Linked DNA regions of Mus musculus: all the other regions are linked to region 2. The links are chromatin contacts, called in public HiChIP or PLAC-seq maps. All regions are on one chromosome and are shown on one strand. Each heading gives the region's core, a stretch centred on a gene start, on an enhancer-like site or on the middle of the called end of the contact. The rest is flanking DNA. Distances are from core to core; before and after follow the strand shown. Region 1 has its middle 25 kb from the start of 1700040P09Rik. Region 2 holds the start of Camkk2 (calcium/calmodulin-dependent protein kinase kinase 2, beta). Region 3 overlaps Kdm2b (lysine (K)-specific demethylase 2B).

Region 1 (4,508 bases), core at 1,877-4,376, 240 kb after region 2:
AGAACTCAGGGATTAGCATGCATCTCTAAGCTCGTTTAATGTGTGTCTTCCAGAGATGGAACCCGAGCTGTCCTCAGATCAATGAAGAGTCTGGTTGCCCCAAATACGCAAAGCCCTGCCTAACCAGTAGTTTCTAAAATGTTTTTAGACTTACTTATTTTATGTGTATGAGTGTTTTTGCTAGCACGTGTGTGCATCATGTGTTCATCTGGTGCTTTCAGAGGTCAGAAGATGGTGTTGGATGGTTGTGAGCCATGACAGGTACTGGGAACCAGACCCTGATCCTCTGGAAGAGCAGCACGTGCTCTTAACCACCTAGCTGTTTATTCTCCACGGACCGAAAGGCTTCTTTTTCTTTTTCTCATCCTGCCTGTACATCTTATCTCAATCTTTTGATACAAGAGTCCGTATTTGTTTACTTAAGGAGGCAGGCCTAGTGTGTGTTCGTTTTAAAAATCTTAATTTTTTTCCTGACCCTTTCCGTCGTTTTTCTTTACCTGCCATACAGTTATGTGTGGGTCCATGTGAGGTCATGTGAGGGGAGGGTTGCATATGTGTTGAGTGCACGCACATGCAAGTTGAGGCCAGAGGTCACATGACTGCAACAGGTCAGATTCAGGTCCCCATAGACTTGTGGGGCAAGCCCTCTACTGACAGACTGACCTCCCAGATGGGACACCCTTTAGTGGTAGTTGCTTTTGTTTGCTGCTTTTGCTGTTGTTGTTTTTACTCCTGCATTTTTCCTCCCTGTTCATGTGTATCGGATGGTTCTTATAATTCAAACCTTTCGATCTTCTCCCTATAGACAGCTTCTTATAGCTAAGTGACTCTGGAACATCTCTCAGAAATGTTTTCTATTTTTAAGGACATAGAAGCCATGTATGGTGGCGTCCACCTGTAAGCCCGGCACGGGGGAGACCGAGACAGAAGGATTAGCAGTTTGAGACCAGCATTGGGCTATGTGGCAAGACCATGTCTCAAAAACAATAAGCCAACCCCCAAAAGGAGTGAGAGCCCTGAGGAGGCCTGTGTGGCTCTGACAGTCTGAAGAGCACAGCACATGTGCACACTAACAACCACTTTTAAGGGTGAGTCAGTTCTGCGAGGTGAATAAAACTTAAAAATACGTGCTCTGTGTAACAAAGTTCAGGTAGCAGAGAATACGTGATTAAAAAAAAAAAATTGGGCCGTAGGCCAAGGTGTGATGGTGCACGCCTTTAGTCCCAGCACTCAGAAGGCAGAGGCAAGTGGATCTCCATGAGTTCGAGGCTGGCCTGGTCTACATAGCAAGTTCCAGGAGAGCCAGGACTACATAGACCGTGTCTCAAAAAAAAAAAAAAAAAAAAAAAAAAACAAACCCAGGCCCAGCAACATGGCCAAGTGTGTAAGAAGTGGCAACCTGAGTTGGATCACACCGGAACCAAGAACAAGGTAAGAAAGAGTAATTGCCTCTACAGAGGTAACCCTCTAAGCGCCGTACCCATGGCTCATCACTGCATCCACGTACACACTGTGATCAATTAAAATTTCAAATGAATAAAGTTCTAACGGAACTTGAGCATAGTGGCACATGCGTGGAATGCATGGTGAGGTGGGGGACCCAAGGGTTAAGAGCGCCCTGTTGGGGTAGAGAAGAGGAGGTGTATCTGGATAGGATGGGGGAGGGGCAATATCAAAACAGGTCCATCATTCTCAAAGAACTAATCAAGAAATAACTTTAAGTCCGGGTGATGGTGCCATTTAATCCCAGCACTTGGGAGGCAGAGGCAGGCGGATTTCTGAGTTCGAGGCCAGGCTGGTCTACAAAGTGAGTTCCAGGACAGCCAGGGCTACACAGAGAAACCACGTCTTTTAAAACAAACAAACAAACAAACAAACAAACACCCTTAAATATTTTTAAAAGGAACGTCCTGTCTCAAGATAGAAATAATAAATAGGGCCAAATTGCGGCTGAGAAAGCCAGTCCCAGTGTGCATTTCTTCCAGCTGTGCATCACTGCACCTCACTGGCTCCAGCTGTGCATCACAGCACCTCACTGGCTCCAGCTGTGCATCACAGCACCTCACTGGCTCCAGCTGTGCATCACAGCACCTCACTGGCTCCAGCTGTGCATCACTGCACCTCACTGGCTGGCTGTCGGCTTCCCTAGGCGAGGTGTGCTAATGCTACAGTATCTCAGTGAGGATCATAGGGTTACGGAATTTGTAATTAGCCAAGTGTGGCAGTTCCTGCCTTTAATCCCAGCTCTCAAGAGTTAGAGCCAACCTCATCTACATAGTTCCAGGCCAGCCAGAGCTACACAGTGAGAGCCTGTCTCAAAAAGCCAACCAGACAAGCCAGTTACCTATAATCTCGCTCAGAGGTCAACAGCTTTGTGCTCAGTATTCTTTCTATGAAATCTATTTTTAATAAATAATGAAAGTAGCTAGTGGTATTATATTTCCAAATAATGTATTTTTTATGAAAAACAAAACAAAACAAAACAAATAGCCCTGAAAGTCAGAGGCTGAAGCTGTCAGTGGTGGCACTCGCTTAGCGTGCATGGGACCCTAAACTTGACCTGTCACCCAGGGAGAGAACGGTGACGTCTGAGCTACTCCGTGAGCTTTGTCCATCGAGATGCCGTGGAATGGTTCCTCTGCCAAGCTTTTCAGATCAACTGTTGGAGAGACATTAACGTTCTTGCCTGACAATGACGGTCCATTCACTCCCAGGTCTCAAACTAGAGGGATCTCCTAGGAGCCAGTAGGTCTCTAGGAGCAGGTGGAGCTATGGGTACCCATGGGTATTCGAATAGAAGGTAGTGGGCGCTGTACCTTATCACATAGTCCTGTTAAGGGCGTCCATGTGTGGTCACCATGTGCAGTCATGGTGCACACAATGTGGAGGACAGTAGATGAGTAAGCTGGGAATGGGCCATTGTACAGTTTTGGTTTAACCTAAATGAACCATTCCAAGTCCTGTACTGTTTGGTGCCTGCGAGTTTCCTTACCTGACCCTCCTCTTGAGTTGTAAGCACATAAAAACACAGAATTGAGTTCCTCGGTCTGCACAGGAAGACGGGCGGCTCAGTCAGGAAATGTGGGTGAAATGGACGTGCAAGGCCTTCTCTAGCAAATCACTTCAGTGTGGTTTTCTATGACCAAAAGTCACTGGAAAGATGAAGTTACGTAACTTACGGTGGTGGTGGATGAGACTGGGTGCCCTTCGCAGCAAACAGTATCATTATTCTTGCCCAGCTAAATGCAATTTCTACTCCGGCCCCTGGCCAGGGAGATCTTACCGTGTAACCTCCCTAACGAGCAGTTTCTTGGCTAACCTAATGGGGAAAAATGTAAGGTAGCTTTATAATTAAAAAGACTCATCCCCAGTCTTTTATTTTCAGGTAGGTGGGGTAGTCTCACATAGCCATGAACTCACTGTGAACTTGGGCTATTCTTCTTGCATCTACCTCACAAGTGCTTAGATAGCAGGCGTGCACAGCCACACCTGGTCTGTGTTGTGCTGGGCATGTAACCGAGGTTTCATGCATGCTAGGTAAGTACTGTCAAGTGAGCTTCACCCCCACCCCAGTCAACCCCTAGTCTTTATAGGGAGTCTACACCCTATGTGGAAGCACAAATGTATTCTCTTCCACAGAAAACAATTAAACAAACAGAGCAGCGGTTCTCAACCCATCCTGATGCTGCGACCGTTTAGTACAGATCCTCATAGTGTGGTGACCATTTTTTTCTTTCCCAAAAATTGTACTTATTTATTTTATGTATATGAGTATACTGTAACTTTCTTAAGACACACCAGAAGAGGGCATTACAGATGGTTGTGAGCCACCATGTGGGTGCTGGGAATTGAACTCAGGACCTCTGGAAGAGCAGTCAGTGCTCTTAACCACTGAGCCATCTCTCCATCTCTCCATCCTTCCCTCCCCCAATTGCTACTTCATAACTGTAATTTGCTTACATTATCCACCACAATGTAAAGATCTGTGTTTTCTGATCGTCTTAGGCAACCCCTGTGAAAAGAAGTTCAACCCTACTAGGAGTCACAGCTGCAGGTTGAGAATTGCTTTGATTGTGTGTCCTGTGAACTTTGATATATCCAACAGTTTATACATTTGGGGCTAGAGAGATGGCTCAGTGGCTAAGAGCCCCTAGTGCTCTTTAGAGGAACCAGGGTTGGTTCCCAGCACTTACATCAGATGGCCCACAACCTTCTGTAACTCCAACTCTGAGAGATCCTGTGATCTTGTGGCCTCTGCAGGCACCTGTGTGTATACATGTATGTGTACACACGTGAGTACGTACAGACACATGAACATACATGTAACTAAACATAAAATATTTTTTAAAAATAGATACTTCATTAGAAGACCCACTAGGCTTAGGAGAAAGTTAATAGAAATGGATATTACCATGTTTTCGAGACATTTAGCAATATGTAGATGGTTATTGTTCAAACACAGAACTGGTAAGTCAGGAGTCATGTGGTATGTACACAAGATGGTAAAT
Region 2 (4,570 bases), core at 1,053-3,552:
ACTAGGTTCTAACACCCTGTCACTCATGACCCCCAAAGCCCCGCCCTGCCTACTTAACCTACTATAAATTTGGGGTTGGGGAGGGGTCTACAATACAGAAAAATACAGAACTATGTACCCACTATTCAGCATCAACTATTTTTGCAATCTATTTTACAACCATTTATAGAGGAAATAAAACAGCTATGTCATCTTCCTATACTCCCTGTCCCATTCTCTGCCCTCAATTCCTTCCTTTACTCATCTATCATTATTGTTTTGTCTTTTTGGAAGCAGGGTCTATATAGACCTGGAACTTCCTACCACCTTGAACTCATGGAGATCCTCCTGCCCCATGCCTCCCAAATACTGGGGTTAAAAGTGCCCGACCCACCTTCCTTTATTTTTATTCCATGTGTATGGGTGTTTTTCCTCAATGCATGTCTGCGAACCACATGCATGCTCTGCCTGAGAAGGCCAGAAGAGGGCGTCAGATCCCCTGGAACTGGGGTTCCAGAGGTTGTGACCCATCATGTGGATACTGGGAATCGAACCTAGATCCTTTGCAAGAGCAGCTGGTGGGTGCTCTTAACTACGGAGCCATCTCTCCAGCCCGCTTCCTTTTTTGGGGGGGAGGGGTTCAAGACAGGGTTTCTCTGTATGGCCCTGGCTGTCCTGGAACTCACTCTAGACCAGGCTGGCCTCGAACTCAGAAATCCGCCTGCCTCTGCCTCCCGAGTGCTGGGATTAAAGGCGTGCGCCACCACGCCAGGCTATCCAGCCGGTTTCCTTACCGTTACCTCCTACCTGGTAGGCAAGTCCTCTACCTCTGAGCTACCCCTCTAGCTGCCTACTTCCGTCTTGATGTCAGACCATCATGCATCTAACATGAACCGATTCTCTTTGACGTTCGCACAAGCTTGTGTCCATAAGCATACACCGTGTGGAGGTCATAGAACATGTCCCTCTTGAAATCAGAGCATCTGTGCTTGCCTCTGCACCCGTCCCTTACTGGAGAGAGGCTATTATCCACCCTCTAGGGAAGAAATGGGGAGAGTCATTAGACCCTCACCTGAGATTACAGTTGCTCCCGCCTCTCCTCCTGTGCAGACCTCCAACAGCACCTGGCCCCGGGAGATGCTAGAGAATATAAAGGGGTGGGTAAACGAAGGAGACACTCCTTCTGGCAGGTCACTGTCCATGCTGGAGATGAGTAAGCCCAATAAACCCATTGGTTCACCAAGCTGGGCTTGGATGTTTTTGATCTGTTGTCGGCGCCCTATTTTGGGTGAATAGGCATTTGTTCATGTCTCCTCAGGAAGTCAGTCAAGAGTGGGGCTTAAAAAGACACGCAAACTGTGCATGATACTGTCTCCTGCAGCTTGCTGTCTTACGCTACATGTTTTTGTTTTCCTTTTCCTGTGGGGGTACAAATAGATCTAACAGTCCTTTTAACTATTGTGTACTATTCCACTTCGTCTCGCTCCAGTTGCTACTACTAACAAATAAATGGAAGAGCGCTTAGCAGTATCAGAGGTGGTCATCTCATTAGAACGCTCATTGAGTTTATTTGTCCGGTCCTGGGGACTGTTTGTGAGTGCCCAGCCTAGAAATATGGCAATAATTTATTGAGGGCTGAAAATCGACCCAGTTGACAAAGAGCTTTGAATTCTTAGTGAATTTGACATCTCAACCCTTTGGCTGCCGGCAGAAACATGCATGCAGACAGCCACTGGTGAACATCCGAGTCTGAGTTCACCGGCCCCCCACATCCAAGGCCACCGGGTGAGCGAGCCCTTGAAATACCCTTTTTTTTCTCCGTTGTTACCCAACTGGGAGACTAAATATTTTAAGGCTCCAGCAAAGTAAACCGTCAAAAAGGGGAAGAATGTTTGGTCAGTCTTGTGGAGAGACCTAGAACTTCGCTGGGCTGTTCAGAGTGAGTGATGCATTTTAGGGCGAGCCTGCAGCAGTGGTCAGAGGGGTGGTGGCTGCGGAAGGGTTTCCCCATAATGGGCGTTGCCCCGAAATCCAGGGAGGGAACCGCCAGACGGCTCCTGGGTTTTCCCCCGTCGCCTTTGGGGGAACTTCTCCACGCTCAGGGACAAAGCGGCGTGGAGCATCTCGCAGGAACCGAGACCCACTCCCAAACTTGCGGCCTGTTCGCCCCTGCGCGAGTCGGGCCTCGCTTCCTGTCGCCTCCTTCCCCCCACCCCCCCTCCCGCCTCCACCTCCGCCCCGCCGCTACTTAAGTCTCCGCGGGACCCGGCGCGCGCGGCCGAGGCTGCGGCGGGCACGCGCGCTCCACGCCGGGTCCTTGGCCAATCAGCAAGGAGCCCGAGGCGCCGCCGCGCCGCGCGCGAGCCGAAGCCCGGGCGGCTCCTCCCGTGGAGAGCCGAACCGGACCGAGCCGAGCCGAGCCAAGCCGAGCCAAGCCGAGCCGGGGGCGCAGAGCGCGGGAGGCGGCGGCGCGGAGCCCAGGTGAGCTGGCCCGAGGCGGGCCGGGCTGAGTCGGGGGTGGGTGGGGGAGGGACGCAACCTCCCCGTGGGTCTTTGGGTCCCGGACGCGCGCGGGAGCCGGCAGACACAGCCCAGAGGCGGGCCCCGAGGGGACCCCACGTGCGCCGCCCCGCGCCCCGCCACGTGGAGGGCTGCGCCCCCTTTCCCCCTGGCCTCCGGAGCCGGGCGGCGCTTGGGGTCCGGCGGCAGGAGCCGGCCAGGAGTTCCGCACCAAGGTCCGCCGGCCAGGGCGGTCCCGGATCCCAGCGATGGCCTAGGCCACCCCTGGCGCTTGACAGGTGCGGAACCTGAGCGCGCGGGAGCGTCCCACCTCCGCAGGCTGCCAGGCACGGGGAGGACCCTGGTCCTAGGGGCTTGGACCCGAGTCTGCCCTCTGATCACCCCGACCTCACAGGCCGACTTGATCCTTTTGACCTAAATTTACCTCTGGGCTGCAGCGCGCGATGCATAAAGAGTGCCTGCCGGCTCCCTCTGGCACAGCCCTGGGGTGGTGGTGCCCCGCTATCACCGGGGCTATGCCAGGGTTCTCCCCACCCCCTGAATGCCCAGTTTGGGAAACGGGGTGTTTTCACAGCTCTGTCAGCCTCCTCCCCGGCTGCTCTCACTTGGAGATGAAGAGGTGGCACTTTGCAGGGGGATGGAGCAGGGGGTGGAGGACATCTCAGGTGCCATGGGCAAACAGCCTCCTGATCTGGGGGTGGGTGGGTCATGCTCCGCATTCATTACCCTAGATGCAACTTTTACCTTCCTCAACCTCCTCTGTGATGTTCCCCCAGTCCTGGAGTAGAAACTTCAGGTGCCCTGGGGCATTAATGATGTCTTTTACTCCTCCTCCTGACTCTGCCCCCACAGGACCTAGAGGAGGATTGCTCTGCCTCCCCACAGCTCCTTTGTTCTTTGGAAGTGGCAGGGGCTGCCGCTGTTCCCAAACCCACAGAAACTGCGGTTTCAGAATAGATCGTGCTATCAGTGTACAGAAGCAGCTTCAGTTTGCCCGATCCCCCTCCTTGTACACTCTACTGCTGTACACTTCATCAAAAATGTCATATGCCGGGCCATGGTGGCATACACTTTTAATCCCAGCACTCGGGAGGCAGAGGCAGGTGCATTTCTGAGTTCGAGGCCACCCTGGTCTACAAAGTGAGTTCCAGGACAGCCAGGGCTACACAGAGAAAGCCTGTCTCGAAAAACCACAAAACAAAACAAAACACAAAAACAAAAGAAAACCCCGTCATATGATGAGCCCCTACCTTGGATAACCGTAATTACATTTTTCATTTATGCCAGGAATAGAACCCAGTGCCAGCAGCAGGCTAAGCCCACCTTTAACTAGTGAGCTTACACTCCCACCCCCTCATTAACATTCATTGAGTTCTTGATGTGTGGCAAATAACTTTATCTTGCCTGGGTCATCTCATTTGATGCTAACCCAAATCCTTTGTGGTGGGGAGTTTTTGGTCACCGTAGTTGAGAATAGGAGATTAAAGTGCCTAGTATTGAATGGCTCAGAGAGGTTAGTTAACTTAGCCAGGATCACACAGACATTGCCAGGCTTCCCTTGCCTTTCTGGGGGTAGGTAGCCCAGGCCTGTTTGCTAGGCTGTGTAGGAGGACACAGACAGAGGTGCTGCTGTCCCAGCAGGACTCAGGCTTGGCTTTCCCTGCAGTTGCTGGTGGGCTAATAACTATGCAGTATTTCTTAGAGGACGGTCCCACCCCTCCTGGTGAGCATTTGGAAACACGTGGGAGGTGACTTTTGGCTTGTCAAAATGAGACTAAGCACTCTTGGTGTTTAGTGGGCAGGAGCTAGGGAATGCCAAATGTCCTATAAGAATGTCCCTACCTCAAATGCCAGGAGGGAGATGCTGAGAAATGCTGTGAGCCTCAAGTGCTGGGAGAGAGGGAGAGAGGGAGAGAGGGAGAGAGGGAGAGAGAGAGAGAGAGAGAGAGAGAGAGAGAGAGAGAGAGAGAGCACGCCATGGGGTGCTATTTCTGGAGAAATCTGTTCTGATGGGAGTAAATCCCAGCGGCTCCCTGGAGGAGGTGTCAGTTATGCCAAGGCTTCTGAGATG
Region 3 (4,424 bases), core at 850-3,349, 150 kb before region 2:
GAATTATAGGGGCTACACAGCTGTAGGGCTGAAAGACACATTTCTTGTTTTAAAAAGGCTTTCTCTCCCTTTCCTTCCTACCTCTTTCCCTCCCAGCTCCCTCCCTCTTTCCTTCCCTCCCTTTCCATCTTTATTCCACCCACTCCTACCCCCCACCCTCCACCCCTGCCCCCACCCTTCACCTCTACTCCCTCACTCTTTGGATACAGTCTCGCTCTCTAGCCCAGGCTATATAGAGCTCGATCTGGTCCTAATCCTGTGGCAGTATTGTCTCAGCCTCTCCAGTGTCAGGATTATCGTCACGAACTAACGTGCTGGGCCAAGTGTTTCTTTCTCAGCAGCCTAGAGATCAGTTGTTGTATTCTGGCATCACACTCCAAGCATGAGAGAGAAGAAAGTCCTAAATTCGGAGTGGGCTGTGGATGTCAGTTCTAAATTAGGAGTCCACTGTCCAAACAGATGTCGCTTGGCTTTAAGGACAGTTGTGGAGTCAGGTCACACAGTCCCTGCACAGTCCATTATGTAGCTGACGTTCTTGGGGACATGGTAAAAATAGGAGAAGGTGTGATCCATTGTCACGGCTGACACATGTAAAGCCCAGCAGGGGCCTGAAGTTCTCCGTAAGCTAGGGCTGATATTATTTCAGACACTTTGGGGTGAAGACAGTTTTGTTACCGGTCTGGTCTGAGAGCTAGAGGAGCCATGTTGTAAGGAATGGGTAGAGCCTTTTGTTGCTGTTTTTTGAGACAGGGATTCTCTGTGTATCCCTGGCTGTCTTGGAACTCACTCTGTAGACCAGGCTGGCCTTGAACTCAGAAATCCACCTGCCTCTGCCGCCCAAGTGCTGGGATTAAAGGCATGCGCCACCATTGCCCGACCGGGCAGAGCCTTTTTTCTTTTGAGGACTTAGCATTCTCCACCCTGGCACCCACCTGCTTCTAAAGATCCTCGTTTCTGGTGTTACCAGTTTTCAAGACAGCGAGAGATGTACAATCTAGATTTGTTTCTCTCTCTCTCTCTCTCTCTCTCTCTCTCTCTCTCTCTCTCTCTTGCTTAGAGTTTGGCCCAGGATCTTGGGAATGTTGCGTGTGCTGGGTCACAGAGTCTCCTCCTCCAGCTCTGTTGACTCTGTAAAACCTTCTTGCCTACTTCAAAGGAGGCTTCTCCTCAGAGGGGAGCTATAAGGCAGGAAGTAAGTGCCCAGGGGGGCTGGCTGGCTTCCAGTGTGATCACAGAATCTTGTCCCCTGCCTATGCAACCTCAGGAGCCTGGGGGAAGGACTCTGCATCAGGTATCCAGGTAGCATCCTAATCCAGGATCTAGGATTCACCTTACTGTGTAGAGACCTCTTACCCACATAAGATTAGAAGTTTCCGTTTGCGTGTATTGGAAGTTAGAGTTAAGACTTAAACACAGTTTTATGGGGAGGACTGTAATGCAGTCTACTACAGATGAAGTGGTTGTTTTGTTTGTTTTTCCAGGTGCAGATAGGAATAGAGGGAGGGGTTCTGAGACCCGAATAAACTGTCACCTGGTGCTCCCCAGAACAGCAGTTCTGGCCTTGTTACAGCCCCCTCATGAACCCCACTGTTGGAGCTCCAATCCTAATGCCAGGCATTGCCTTCTTAGTGCTGGTATTTTTAGTCATGGCATAGGCTAGGGGCTTCCAGTGATTAACACCCCACTCTGGGGAGCAATGGAGGCCAAAGCTCTTGTTAACAAATTAAATTCTTGGAGAGAAGTTGGCATGATGGGGGGAGGCAAGGTTCCTTTGGTAGGTCATACATGGGGCAGTTTCCAGCAGCAAGAGCCAGGTGAGGGCAGGAAGCTTGCTCTGGGATTGGCGAGAGCCATGGGCTTACAGGGTGTGGTCCTTAGGGGGCTGGGACACCGAGGACACACAGCCTTCATTCTGTTTGTGTGCTCCACGGTCCCTGAGAATGTGTCAATTCAGGCAGAGCCTAAGGAATCCTGTGACATCATTCCCTCCGGAACATTTTTTTCTGAGACAAAAATCTTGCACTAGGCTACGAGCCTCCCCTAAATTTCGCCTTTACAAATGAAAATACACCCCAGGAAGACAGGCGCCATTGTGCCCCCTAGTGGCCATCAAATGCTGTACACAGAAGGGAACTTGGCATTGTTTAGTACAGGAGATTTGGGATACAAGGGCACCTTGGGAAAAATTTAAAGCTAATGTGTTTAATTAAAAAATAAAAAGGAGCTGGGTGTGGTGGCGCATGTCTTTAATTCCACCGCTTGAGAGGCAGAGGCAAGTGGATCTCTGTGAGTTTGAGATCAGCCTGGTCTACAGAGTTCCAAGACAGCCAGAAACTTTGTTTTGAAAAACCAAAAAGGAAATAATAATAATAATCAGAAGCAAGTAGATTTCTGAGTTCAAGGGCAGCCAGATATACATAGCCATGTCCTTAAATAAGAAAGCAGTTTTATTAATACCTTATTTTTTTTTAGATTTTCTTCTTTTTGGGGGGGGGGCTAGAAACCCTTTAGAGATAGGGTTTCTCTGTGTAGCCCTGGCTGTCCTGGAACTCACTCTATAGACCAGGCTGGCCTTGAACTCGGAAATCTGCCTGCCTCTGCCTCTGCCTCCCAAGTGCTGGGATTAAAGGTGTGGACTACCGCTTCCTGGCCTCCTTTCTTTCTTTTTTTAATGCATGGTTATTTATTTGTGGAGGGAGGATCTCACTAAGTCTGGCTAAAACTCATTCTGTAGATCAGGCTGACCTTGAACTTGTCCAGAGCTCATTTTGTCTACCTCCCAAATGCTGGGATTAAAGGCATTTACCCATTCACCCAGCAAGAAAAATTTTAGGTTTATGGAAAATTCAGAAAAATAAAACAGCTCAAGTATGTTAACATCTTAGTATAATACATTTGGCACAATTATTAAAACTAATATTTTGTTATTTCTTCAGATTTCTGCAATATTTACCTTTTGTTGCCCAGAATTTTGTCCCTGATTCAACATTTAATTTCCTCCTCAGGGTTTTTTTGTTTTTTCTTGGTTAGCCAGTGTTTCAGACTGCCCCTGTTTTGAGGGGTTTGTCAGTTTTGTTTTTTGTTTTGTTTTGTTTTGTTTTATGGTTTTTGGTGGTTTGGGGGAGCTCTGGTCAGGTATCTTGTTAGCCTGTCCTTTAGGGGACCGAAGCTTTATGTCTTGAGTTTTACCTGCTGGAAGCTTTCTTTAGTCATTGTTATACATAGTTATTGGGTTAGACAATATTGGGTATACAACAGTGTGTCAGTCGTTCTTCTTATGCTTGGTCAAAATATCTGTCAGAAGCAACATCAGTCAGAGAGACAAATGTCCTGGCTTGCAGCATCAGAGGCTCATTGATAGCGGCAGGGGAGGCATGGTGACAGAAGCCACCAGCTCAGCTTGCTGTGCCTTGGCAGCAGACAGGACTGAGAAGAGAGCTCAGGCCAGGAAGCCTCCAGCCTCACTCTTACTGCCCTATCTCTGCCCTGTAGGCCTCAGAGTCCAAGAAGGGAAGGGTTCTGTCATCTCTCCAAACTGCCACTAACTGGGGACAAAGTGTTGACGTGCACGAGCTTGCAGGAGACCTTGTTCATTTAAATCATAACATAGTCGACAAAGATATTTTATAACTAGCCGTTGTGGGTCAGTGATGCTGGGTGTTCCAGGGCAAAGATTCGAACCCGGGCCACCCCGGTGACCTCTGTGCTGTTGGCTGCCTCCCATGGGGAGCTGGAAGACTGAGGCTTGCTGTATCAGAAAATCAGTCAATCAGACGGTGACCAAGCAAACAGGATAGTCCATAGAGTCAGTTAGAAGTGGATTGGATTCCTGTCTGCTAATACAAATGAGAGAAAATGTCTTGAAAATAAACGCCAGGATCATCTCAAGATGGCTCATGAGGGAAAGAAAGGCCTGACAGCCTGAGTTGTGAAGGTGGGGAGAGAGAACTGACTCTACAGAGTCCTCTGAACCGCATAAGCACGCTGTGACGTCACCTCATACAAGCATGCGCGCCCCTGTTCCAATGAATGTGTATACGCGCACACACAAACACGAAATACTTTTTTTTTTTTTTTAAGTGTAAAATAACCATTACCTGTGTTTATCTTCTGAGTGCCTCTGCTATCCCCATTAAATGTCCTTCTATGATTGGCAGTGTTCTTAAATGCCGCCAAAAGAATGCCTTTAGCTGGCCATCTAGTTTCGATGTTGACAGAAAGAAATCAGTTGTGCCGGGTGTATTGGGTTTAGATGCCAGGGTACCACAGGGTGTTTGTTGCTTTGTGAGCAGTTTGCAGGTTCCTAAAGGGTGATCTGAACTCTTACCAGATTCTGGCTTTTTGGCATGGTGACTTTAGAACCTCATTCCTGTGTAAGAAGCTCTCCACTGAATCGTCTCTCCTTTACATTTGGGGGCACCATG

Evidence for each region. HiChIP or PLAC-seq counts read pairs in DNA pulled down with a chosen protein or histone mark.
Region 1: an H3K4me3 HiChIP or PLAC-seq map of bone marrow-derived macrophages shows a contact between it and region 2, with 4 times the contacts expected there. The contact joins the enhancer-like site here to the promoter of Camkk2 in region 2. A contact is called at or near these places in 1 of 39 promoter capture datasets (pre-B cells), 1 of 15 datasets of contacts at CTCF or cohesin (the NIH/3T3 cell line), 2 of 484 Hi-C or Micro-C datasets (cortical neurons and nephron progenitors), 4 of 115 datasets of contacts at active chromatin or transcription factors (bone marrow-derived macrophages, embryonic stem cells and extraembryonic endoderm stem cells) and 1 of 9 other capture datasets (adipose tissue).
Region 3: a contact with region 2 is called in an H3K27ac HiChIP or PLAC-seq map of embryonic stem cells, with 9 read pairs. The contact joins the enhancer-like site here to the promoter of Camkk2 in region 2. A contact is called at or near these places in 1 of 39 promoter capture datasets (liver), 5 of 115 datasets of contacts at active chromatin or transcription factors (bone marrow-derived macrophages, embryonic stem cells, extraembryonic endoderm stem cells and 2 more) and 4 of 9 other capture datasets (adipose tissue, liver, macrophages and 1 more).

Annotation. Positions count from the first base shown.
Region 1 is chr5:122,536,884-122,541,391 of GRCm38.p6, reverse strand. It overlaps a transcript of Ift81 not described here. Among named protein-coding and RNA genes, the nearest start is that of 1700040P09Rik, 25 kb to the right of the region's middle. Within about 2 kb of position 3,126, at least 1 of the 459 cell types and tissues checked has an H3K27ac peak or open chromatin away from gene starts, as enhancers often do. A contact at or near this core is called in bone marrow-derived macrophages, where this site is marked.
Region 2 is chr5:122,777,142-122,781,711 of GRCm38.p6, reverse strand. It overlaps Camkk2 (calcium/calmodulin-dependent protein kinase kinase 2, beta), which reads left to right and starts at 2,302. Exons shown (of 17, transcript NM_001199676.1): 1 at 2,302-2,460.
Region 3 is chr5:122,923,331-122,927,754 of GRCm38.p6, reverse strand. The region is part of intron 11 of Kdm2b (lysine (K)-specific demethylase 2B); the gene reads left to right. Among named protein-coding and RNA genes, the nearest start is that of Gm33118, 16 kb to the left of the region's middle. Within about 2 kb of position 2,099, at least 54 of the 459 cell types and tissues checked have an H3K27ac peak or open chromatin away from gene starts, as enhancers often do. A contact at or near this core is called in adipose tissue, bone marrow-derived macrophages and embryonic stem cells, where this site is marked.